Linked DNA regions of Canis lupus: region 2 is linked to region 1. Evidence: chromatin contacts called from public Hi-C data. All regions are on one chromosome and are shown on one strand. The core of a region is the stretch at or near the end of the contact, and the rest is flanking DNA. Distances in the headings are between cores, read along the strand shown.

What was found. A called contact is a pair of places that touch in the nucleus more often than the background predicts.
Region 2: a Hi-C map of blood shows a contact between it and region 1, with 3 times the contacts expected there. The contact joins the promoter of P2RX3 here to the promoter of TIMM10 in region 1. A contact is called at or near these places in 3 of 9 Hi-C or Micro-C datasets (amygdala and blood).

What each region holds. Positions count from the first base shown.
Region 1 is chr18:39,104,551-39,108,901 of UU_Cfam_GSD_1.0, reverse strand. It overlaps TIMM10 (mitochondrial import inner membrane translocase subunit Tim10), which reads right to left and starts at 1,984. Exons shown (of 3, transcript XM_038562460.1): 1 at 1,484-1,984; 2 at 958-1,070. The coding sequence starts at 1,028.
Region 2 is chr18:39,267,454-39,272,011 of UU_Cfam_GSD_1.0, reverse strand. P2RX3 (P2X purinoceptor 3) reads left to right here and starts at 2,599. Exons shown (of 12, transcript XM_038563245.1): 1 at 2,599-3,787. The coding sequence starts at 3,669. SSRP1 (FACT complex subunit SSRP1) reads right to left here and starts at 1,523. Exons shown (of 18, transcript XM_038563247.1): 1 at 1,390-1,523; 2 at 760-895. The coding sequence starts at 813.

The DNA of each region.
Region 1 (4,351 bases), core at 735-3,234:
ACCCCTTGTCACACATTTCTACATTTAACATCTATAATGTCTCCTTGAGGTAGGCACCATTATTATCTCCATTTTATTTATTTATTTTTTTACACTTGATCTTAGCCAAAAGGATTAGAAGCAATATTTATTCATTTATTTAAAAAGAACTAGTATTATGTATTTGAGAAAGAGAGAGCGAGCACTTGCGCGGGCATGTGTGTGGGCAAACAGGGGAGAGGGAGAGGGAGAATGTCAAGCAGGCTCCCTGCTGAGTGCAGAGCCCAATGTGAGGCTCAATCCCATGACCCTGAGATCACGACCTGCAATGAAATCAAGAGTCAGATGCTCAACCAACTGCACCATCATGTGCCCCACCTCCATTTTATAGACAGGAAAACCACTAAGCAGTCCAAGTGACTTGCCCACGGCCACACTAGTGGTGATTGGCGCAGTTATGATTTGTTCCCGCATCTGCCAAATGGTTGTGGGCACTCGTTTGGAGTCAGACCGAGGTCCTGGTCCTGACATTGCTACTGACCAACTGTGAGCCCTGTGAATGTTATTTAACCTCTAGAAGCCTCCATGTCTTCACCTTAGAATGGGACAACTAAGACCGACCCGGTGGATCATTTTGAAGATCACAAAAGATGAAGGCGCGTAGAATGCTCAGCATGTGCCCGAGGTGGAGTAAGAGTTTAAGAAATGTAAACCACCAAGCGGGCTGCGTGCTGTTTGCCACAAAGGCAAACGCTCAACCGTTCCTGAAAGCCAACCAGAGCTTGGACTGGGGCTTCTCTCGCTTGCCAAGTGCATTCCAACCTAGATGTCCAACTCCTTCTAGCGACCCGTACCGCGTCTGCATTGGCCCTCAGCCACGAGGAGCGTAGGTGGGGGTGCGCACCCTCCGACAGGTGCCCTGAGGAAGGGTGACCTAGGATCACTGTCAAAGACAAGGAGCGCGCTGTCGGCTCTCACCTGTTGTACATATCGGCCATCATCTCCACCTCCAGCTCGGCAGCCAGCTGCTGGGCCCTGAGCGGATCCATCTCAGCGCTGCGCCGTGGGAAAGATCTCCTGGCCTCCTAGTCCTGGGAGCGGACATCACCGTCAGCTTCGAGCCCTCCCGTTCCGTTTCCCATCCCAGGGGGACGTAGAGGATGCGGAACAATCATAGGACACCGGGCGGGCAGGGGTCACTGACCTCAGTGGGCTCAACTATCCCATCTCACAGATATGGAAACTGAGGCCCGGAAGGGGAACACAGCACGTCAATGGAGGGGCTGGAAATCGAGCCCTGGCGCCCCAGCCCCTCGTGGCCACTCTACCCAGGAAAAGATCTCGGGACCGGAAAGGAACACTGAACCGCGGGGCCTGAACCTCCAGGGCCCTGGGAATTCGATCACACGCGGTGCTAAAGGTCCACGGGTCCCGGCCCAGGGGCTGCACCTCTGACGTGGCGGCGAGGTGCATCGGGGTCACCTTGAAGCGAGCGGTCACTTACCACGGCCTGGGGCCAGTCACTGTGCCCGCGGTGTCCTCAACTTCGCGCAAACGCTAGACAGCCGCCGCACGCCCAGGTAGGCTAAGGCGGAAGCACGTGGGTCACTTCCGGGAGGGAAGTCCCGCCTCCCCTTTGATCGGACTCGCTTCCGGAGTGAAGCCCCTACGAGGCGGCGCGGGGAAATCGGCTACCATAGAGAGGAGCCGCCGGCCGTGCCCGAAGGCGACTTGCAAGGGCTAGAGGGGACGCCAAAATACCATAGAGGCTTGGGCGCAGTGCAGAGCGCCTGCAGCCTGGCGGTGCCGTCCCCAGGGTTTCGGCGGAGAGGTCACAGTGCGACTGTCTGTAGGCGGGCGCCGGAGGGCGGGGCTCCGCGAAGCTTGGCCGCAGCCCCCGAGGCTCGACGGCGGGTCACAGACCCCGGCGCGGCGCGGAGAAGGAAGGACGCCCTCCAAGGCCGTAGTGTCTGTGCTGCTCGTTACGGTCGCCCGGGCCGCTCCCAGTGCCCCGATGCCCATGCCTCGCTTCATACCAAGCAAATCAGAACCTCTGGGAGCAGGACGCAGACTTCAGTAAATGTTTCAGTTGACCTCGGGCGGTTTCTTGGTGCAGCCGAGGTTGCGAGCCAGAGCTCCCCGGACGGAGGGAGCGCAGCGGCCCGCAGGTGCTAAGCTGTCTCCGGGCTCGCAGGAGGACGAGCCGGGTCCGCGCAACTTCCAGACGCCCCGGCCCAGAGAGATGAACAAGAGCAACGTTGGCTGCCGCCGGGGCTAACCTAGTGCATCAGAGCGAGGAGGAGGAAGGGGCTGTGAGCTGCTCTCTCCAGACCCCGTGCGTGCGTTGCTCCATCTGAACCCCTACACCACAGAAACCCGCCCCCAATCCTTTTGTTTCTCAAGGGATTTCCCAGTAAACAAAGTGTACAAGATGCAAAGCGTCCGCTGCCCATTGGAGGAGGTGGGCCGGACGCTGTATGGCTGGTCACTGTATGCTTCCCTCACTGCCCAAGAAAGTCAGGATCCTAAATTCAGCCCTCATGTCTCCTCCAAGGACTCCTCTTTCGCAAACCCGGTGCCCCAATCCTTGAAAATTAAGCTAGAGGTGCCTGGGTGGCTCGGTCGGTTCAGGGTCATGAGACAGAGCCCTGCCCTGGCCCCCAGCTCAGTGCAGAATGGGCTTGAGATTCTCGCCCTCTCCCTCCTCTGCCTCTCCCCACGTGCACATTTGAGCGCGTGCGTTCTCTCTCAAATAGATAAAATCTTTTTTAAAATTAAGGTATAGAAAAAAAAAGTAAGGTATAGGTCTGCCCCAGTGGCTCAGCGGTTTAGCGGCGCCTTCAGCCCAGGGTGTGATCCTGGAGACCTCGGATGGAGTCCCACATAGGGCTCCCTGCATGGAGCCTTTCTCTCTGTGTGTCTCTCATGAATAAATAAATAAAATATTAAAAAAATAATAAAATAGGGGCGCCTGGGTGGCCCAGTGGTTGAGCATCTGCCTTTGGCTCAGGGCCTGATCCCAGATTCCGGGATGGAGTCCCGCATCAGGCTCCTTGCATGGACCCTGCCTTTCCTCTTTCTGCCCCCCTCTCTCTGTGTCTCTCATGAATAAATAAATAAAATCTTTAAAAATAAAAAAGTTAAAAACTAAAAATAAATAAAATAAATATTTCTCAATTCATAGACACACACTTTAAAAAAAATTTAAGGTATAACAGGGGCCCCTAGCTGGCTCAGTCAGTAGAGTATTCAACTCTTGATTCCAAACCTCCCCCCACCCCCCACCCAGCCATCCTCCTGAATTTGAGCCCCACCTTGGGTGTAGAGGTTACTTAAAAAAAATTTTTTTTCAATAAAATTAAGGTATGACATCTATACAGGAAAATGACTAAAATACATAAAATTTAAGCTTAATTTTTAAATATATATTTATGCTCATAAGCACCACTCAGATCAAAATACAATGTATTTCCAACACCCTTAAAAGTTATCTTATGTTCCTGACCAGTCAATACCGGCTCTCCCAAAGTTAACCAGTATTCTGACTTCTATTGCCTATTCTTGAACTTCAGGTAAATGGAGTCATACACTATTTGCTGGTTTGTGCCTGACTTCTTTAGCTCAATGTAGCGTCTAAGATTTCATCCACATTGTTGTGTGTAACCATTATTCATTCTTTTTTATTGCTGTCTAATGTTAGATTGTATGAATGAGCCACAGGTAATTTATCCATTCACTGTTGATAGATTTTTGGGTTGTTTCCAGCTTGGGGCTGTTAGGACAATGTTGCTGTGAATACTATTGTATGTATGTTTTAGTGGACACATGTTGTAGTGGTTTTTGCTTTTAATAATATAGTCAACATATTATGGAATATAATTGCATGGGAGGGACACCTGGGTGGCTCAGCGGTTGAGCTTGCCTTCAGCTCAGGGCATGATCCCAGGGTCCTGGAATGGAGTCCCACGTTGGACTCCTTGCAAGGAGCCTGCTTCTCCCTCTGCCTATGACCTTGCCTCTCGTGAATAAATAAATGAAATCTTTAAAAGAAAAAAGAAATCGCATGGGAAAACGAGTTCTTACAAGTGTAATCTGTTTCCTCGATAGGATTTTTATTAGAAAAAAAAAAGGATTTTTATTAGGTGTTACGAAAGCATACTATATAATTCCATTTAAATAATATTCTCAAAATGACAAAATTATAGAGACAAAGAGATTAATGGTTACCAAGGGTTAGAGCCATACAGGTGAGAAGAGGGAGGAAGGTGTGCCTATAAAGGGGTAGAACAAAGGAGATCTTTGTGGCAATGGGATGGTTATCCACCCAGATTGTGGAGATATTTATATGAATCTTTCTTTTTTTTTTAAGATT
Region 2 (4,558 bases), core at 1,350-3,849, 160 kb before region 1:
CTAAAACCAAACCCTGGTAACCAGGTCCTTAGTCTGCAGTGGGGAATGGAGCGCACGACGACGGTCCCTTTCAAAGTCTGCAATCCTCTAACTCCTACACAGATGCTTTTTGAATAACGGTGGCTCAACTTACAACCTTTCAACTTTATGACGGTGTGGAAACGATATGCAACGAACAGAAACCATAATTTGAATCTGTATCTTTTCCTGAGCTAGCAGCAGGTGGTATATAATCCCCTCAGGACGCTGGTGCAGTGGTAGTGAACCATAGCTCCCAGCCAGCCACACAGTCACCCGGGTTGATCACCACCAGGCCACAACCGATACCCAACCATTCCCTACTCATTCTGTTTCACTCTCAGGATGGTATTTCATAAACCACATGAGGTGTCCAAACTCAATCATAAAATAAACCTTGTGATGGTTGCGCCGAAGCGCACGCCAACGTAAACACTCTGGGCCTGTTTAAAGTGGGTAAGACTAACCTGCCCTGTTCATCGGGTTAGAAACATTACTGTGATTTTTTTTTTTTTTTTTTTTTTGCTCAAACAGTATTTTCGACTTACAACGGGTTTTTGGCCACGTGACCCCACTGGACCCGGTAGGGAGATCTGCAGGCATTGCCTTTTGTTGGGGAAAACACCCAACTACACATTCCACTCGGACTCCTTTTCCAAAATAGCAGCATCATGGATAATGGATAAAAAGCCTACTCTCCTTCCATCTCTCAGCCTATCGAAAAGCCCAAGCCCTTCTTACCATGGAGCCTTTCACCTCCTGATAGACGTCGTTGAACTCCAGTGTTTCCGCCATTCTGATCAGCCCCTGTTGGCCTCAACTGGGAGCTGGGCCCCAACTCCTGGGTGGGTGTGCAGATACTCAGCAGGTTGGGAATCTGAATTCAAGAAGGGGGGGGTGGGAGAGTGGGTAGACAAACATCAAAGGCAGCACCTCCCTGAGCCCGTGGATGGAGCCAGGTGGCAAGGCCCGGCTGCACCTGGGATGTGTCCGGATCTCGTCTCCCAGGGACCCCACGGCAGGCCCTGCAAACCTCCAGGAGCCAGGCCCAGCCGCGGCTGGGGAACCCGGCCCGGAGTCGCGCTTACAGCGGGACCAGACGCCGGCTCGGGGCGCTCCAGCGGGCGCCATGGCAACGAGCAGCGGAACCCCGGGGGCTGCACCTCTGCGGCTCGCGACCCGGCTCCGAGGGCAAGGCTTCCCTCCCGGCGCTCCCGCCGCGCCGCGGCCCCGGGCCCAAGCCCCCCCCCGCCCCCTAAAATGGATTCGCCCGCCGCCCGTGGATTCGAACGCGGAACGGCCCATCACGGGCGGCCCGCGGGGGGGAGCGAGGCCCGCAGCCTCCCGGGGCACGCGGCGGCGACCACCCACCTCCTCGAGCGGCAGCCTCGCGACGGCCCAGGTGCGGGCGGTGGGCGCGCTGGGGGACGCGGGAGGGGGGGCGGGGACAGGGGGTCGGGGGGACGCTCGGGAAGGTTTTCCCGCGTGCGCGGCCCCGAGGCCCGCCACCGGAAGCGGTGCAGGGACCATAGAGAGAGCGAGCGAGCTAGAGAGACGCGAGCCCGGCCCGCCTGCGAGGCGGCCGCCTAGAGCGCCAGCCGGCCTGGAGGACCTGGGGGGGGCCGCGTGCGGTGCACCCTGCGGGGACCCCGAGGCGGAGGTGCCGGCGCGTAGGGCTCCTTCTTTAAAAGTCACACCTGTTGAGGGGAGGACGGGGTCCTGGGGAGAAGCCGTGCACTTGTCTCCCGTCTGACCTCCCGCGGACGCCTGCGTGCGCCTTTCCCGCGTCCCGCCCGGGACGGTCCTGGGGAGCAGGGGGCCGCGGTGTCGGTGTCGCAGTGACTGCCCCGTCCTCCCGCCACACGGCACCGGATGCTCTTTGAAAGGGCTTCTCTGTCCGCACCCAAAACTTCCCTCCCGAAGCCCGCAGTCCATGTAGGGGTGGTGGCCGGCGGGGTCCGCGGGGGGCGGGGCGGGGGCGGGGGGGGGTCACGGTCAGACCTGCCGGATGGCAGGGGGGGACCCGGTGCCCGCACCGAAGTGGATGGCGGGGGGTCCCCGCATCAGTGTGGATGGCGGGGGGGGTCCCCGCACCGAAGTGGATGGCAGAGGGGGTCCCCGCATCAGTGTGGATGGCAGAGGGGGGGGTTCCCCGCATCAGCGTGGATGGCAGGGGGGTCCCCGCATCAGCGTGGATGGCAGGGGGGTCCCCGCACTGGCGTGGATGGCAGAGGGGGGTCCCCACAGCAGCGTGGATGGTAGAGGGGGGCCCCGCACCAGTGTGGGTGGGGGGCGTCCCCGGTGCCCGCACCAGCGTGGATGGCAGGGGGGGTCCCCACACACCGGCGTGGATGGCAGAGGGGGGTCCCCACAGCAGCGTGGATGGTAGAAAGGGGTCCCCACCAGCGTGGATGGCAGAGGGAGGATCTCGGCATCAGCGTGATGGCACATCTTATAAAATCAGAGGAGGCCAGGCCTGGGAGAAATGGTGAGTATGTCCACTCCTACCTCCTTTGCAGATCAGAATACTGAGGCCCAAAGAGGATTTGCCCAGGGCCCCCAAATCTCTTTATTACCCCACCCGGTCCAGCTCTCCTCTGCCCTAATCACGATGAGTCTACATCCAGAATGACTGGTGGCACCTGTCCTACGTGAAGACATTAGGACAGAATATTTAAGTCCAAGACTTCCTGACAATCTGACTTGGTTCCGCCAGCTTGCTAACCCGACGCTGGCCTGAGAGGCAGCGGGCATGCACTGCTGCTCCCTGAACTCGTGACCCTAACCTCCGGGAAACGGCCACGCAGCCCTGTCCAGCAGCATACGTTCAATATGGCCCGAACCCCCACCCGGTTCTAGGATTTTAGAAAACTAGTGAACAAGACAGAAACAGCCCCAGCCTCCCAGGAGCATGTTATCTAACAAACGATTCAGTTAAGGAAACTCACAGGAAAACAAAGCAAAATAAAAGCAAACACTCCAATGTGGTTGACGCTATGCTGCGGGGCGAGCTCAGCCACTGCCAACCTGAGTTAGGGACATGAACTCTACGACTCCCTCCCAGGAGATCCAGAGAAATATTCAAGAGACCCTTCCCCCTGACCCACGGTATTGGAGACGACTCAGAAAGGGAGCGGATGGCCACTGAATTGCGTGGCTTTGGGAAGAGTCACGAATGAGGCAGGCACTCAGCCTGGGGAAGGCAGTTCAGTGGCTGGGGCTGGGACACTGCAGGGGGCTTTAAGGAGAGCGTGAGGCGGCTGGTGAGCAGGGAGGAAGATGCAGCACGGAACAGAAAGGGTAGACAGAGTGCAGATAAAACATGACTCCCAGAGGGCCCTAGCCAGCTGCATCCTAGGCAATCAGGAGCGGGGATTGGAGACCCCACCCCTGCCGTGACATCACAGGGGAGTGGGGTGGAGACGAACAAAAAGGGGGTCCCCCGCCCTGGCCTTGGACTCTTGGCAGCCCAGGGTGTCAAGAGCAGAGAGAGCCTGGGCGCTGCGCTAGGGTCTCCTGACTTAAAGGACCAGGCTCCCCTCCAAGCGGTTCCCTCCAGGCTTTGAGCTCTGTCTCCCTGTCCCGAGGACCTGTCCCTCCTGAGGCCACCACTGGGTCCCTCCTGAGTGGCCCCCGAGCGCTCTCTCAGTATGAACTGCGTGTCAGATTTCTTCACCTACGAGACCACCAAGTCGGTGGTTGTGAAGAGCTGGACCATTGGGGTCATCAACCGGGCAGTCCAGCTTTTGATCATCTCCTACTTTGTGGGGTGAGTCCTGTGGCCCTTTGGGTCCTAGCAGGGTGGTGGGGTGCTGCTGCCTGGTGTCCGCTCACTGTTGCTGTCCAGCTGCCTGAGCCTTTCCTCTCTTGGAAGAAACAGTCTTTTCTACGGAGTCAGGGATCTGGTCCCCAGATTAGTCCTCTTCCCCAGTAAATCCTCTGGAGTCAGAGAGTGGTTTCCAGGCACACACCCCAAGAAGTGGAGTTCTTGCCCCAGTGCCACCCTCAGCCAGGAGACGTCCCAGGTGACCCTCTCTCCTTCCTTTCCTGCTCCCACCAGAGAACAGACCACCCTCACGCCTTCCCATTCTCCCTAACCAATGCTTTGGGGTCTCAAAAAAGAAGAGGGAGCACAGAAAAGGGGAAGAGAAGACACCGACACAAGGGAGATGGGGATGGGGTGACCAGGTCAACGGTGAGGTGGGAAGGACAGAACTAGACCACTTTGGAATGAGGGATTTCCCTCCTGGCTTGAGGAGTTGGTGAAAGAAGGGGGCAAGGGGAGAAGCCCTTGCTCTTGGAGGGGAGGACAAAGCAGGATGTCTGCGCCCTGGGCAGGGGGAGAGACGAGGGCACAGATAACACTCAAGGGAAGAGCAGCTCGGGGGAAAGGTGGCTTTTCTGAACACGATACCGGGTCCCTCCTCATGAATCCAGAAACACTCCTCTTTGTCAGAAAGCGTGAATTCTCTGCTGCTGCCTAACTTTGCGCCATATAACCCATCCCAGGAGTTGCTTGAGAGCCGGTGGTCTGAACACC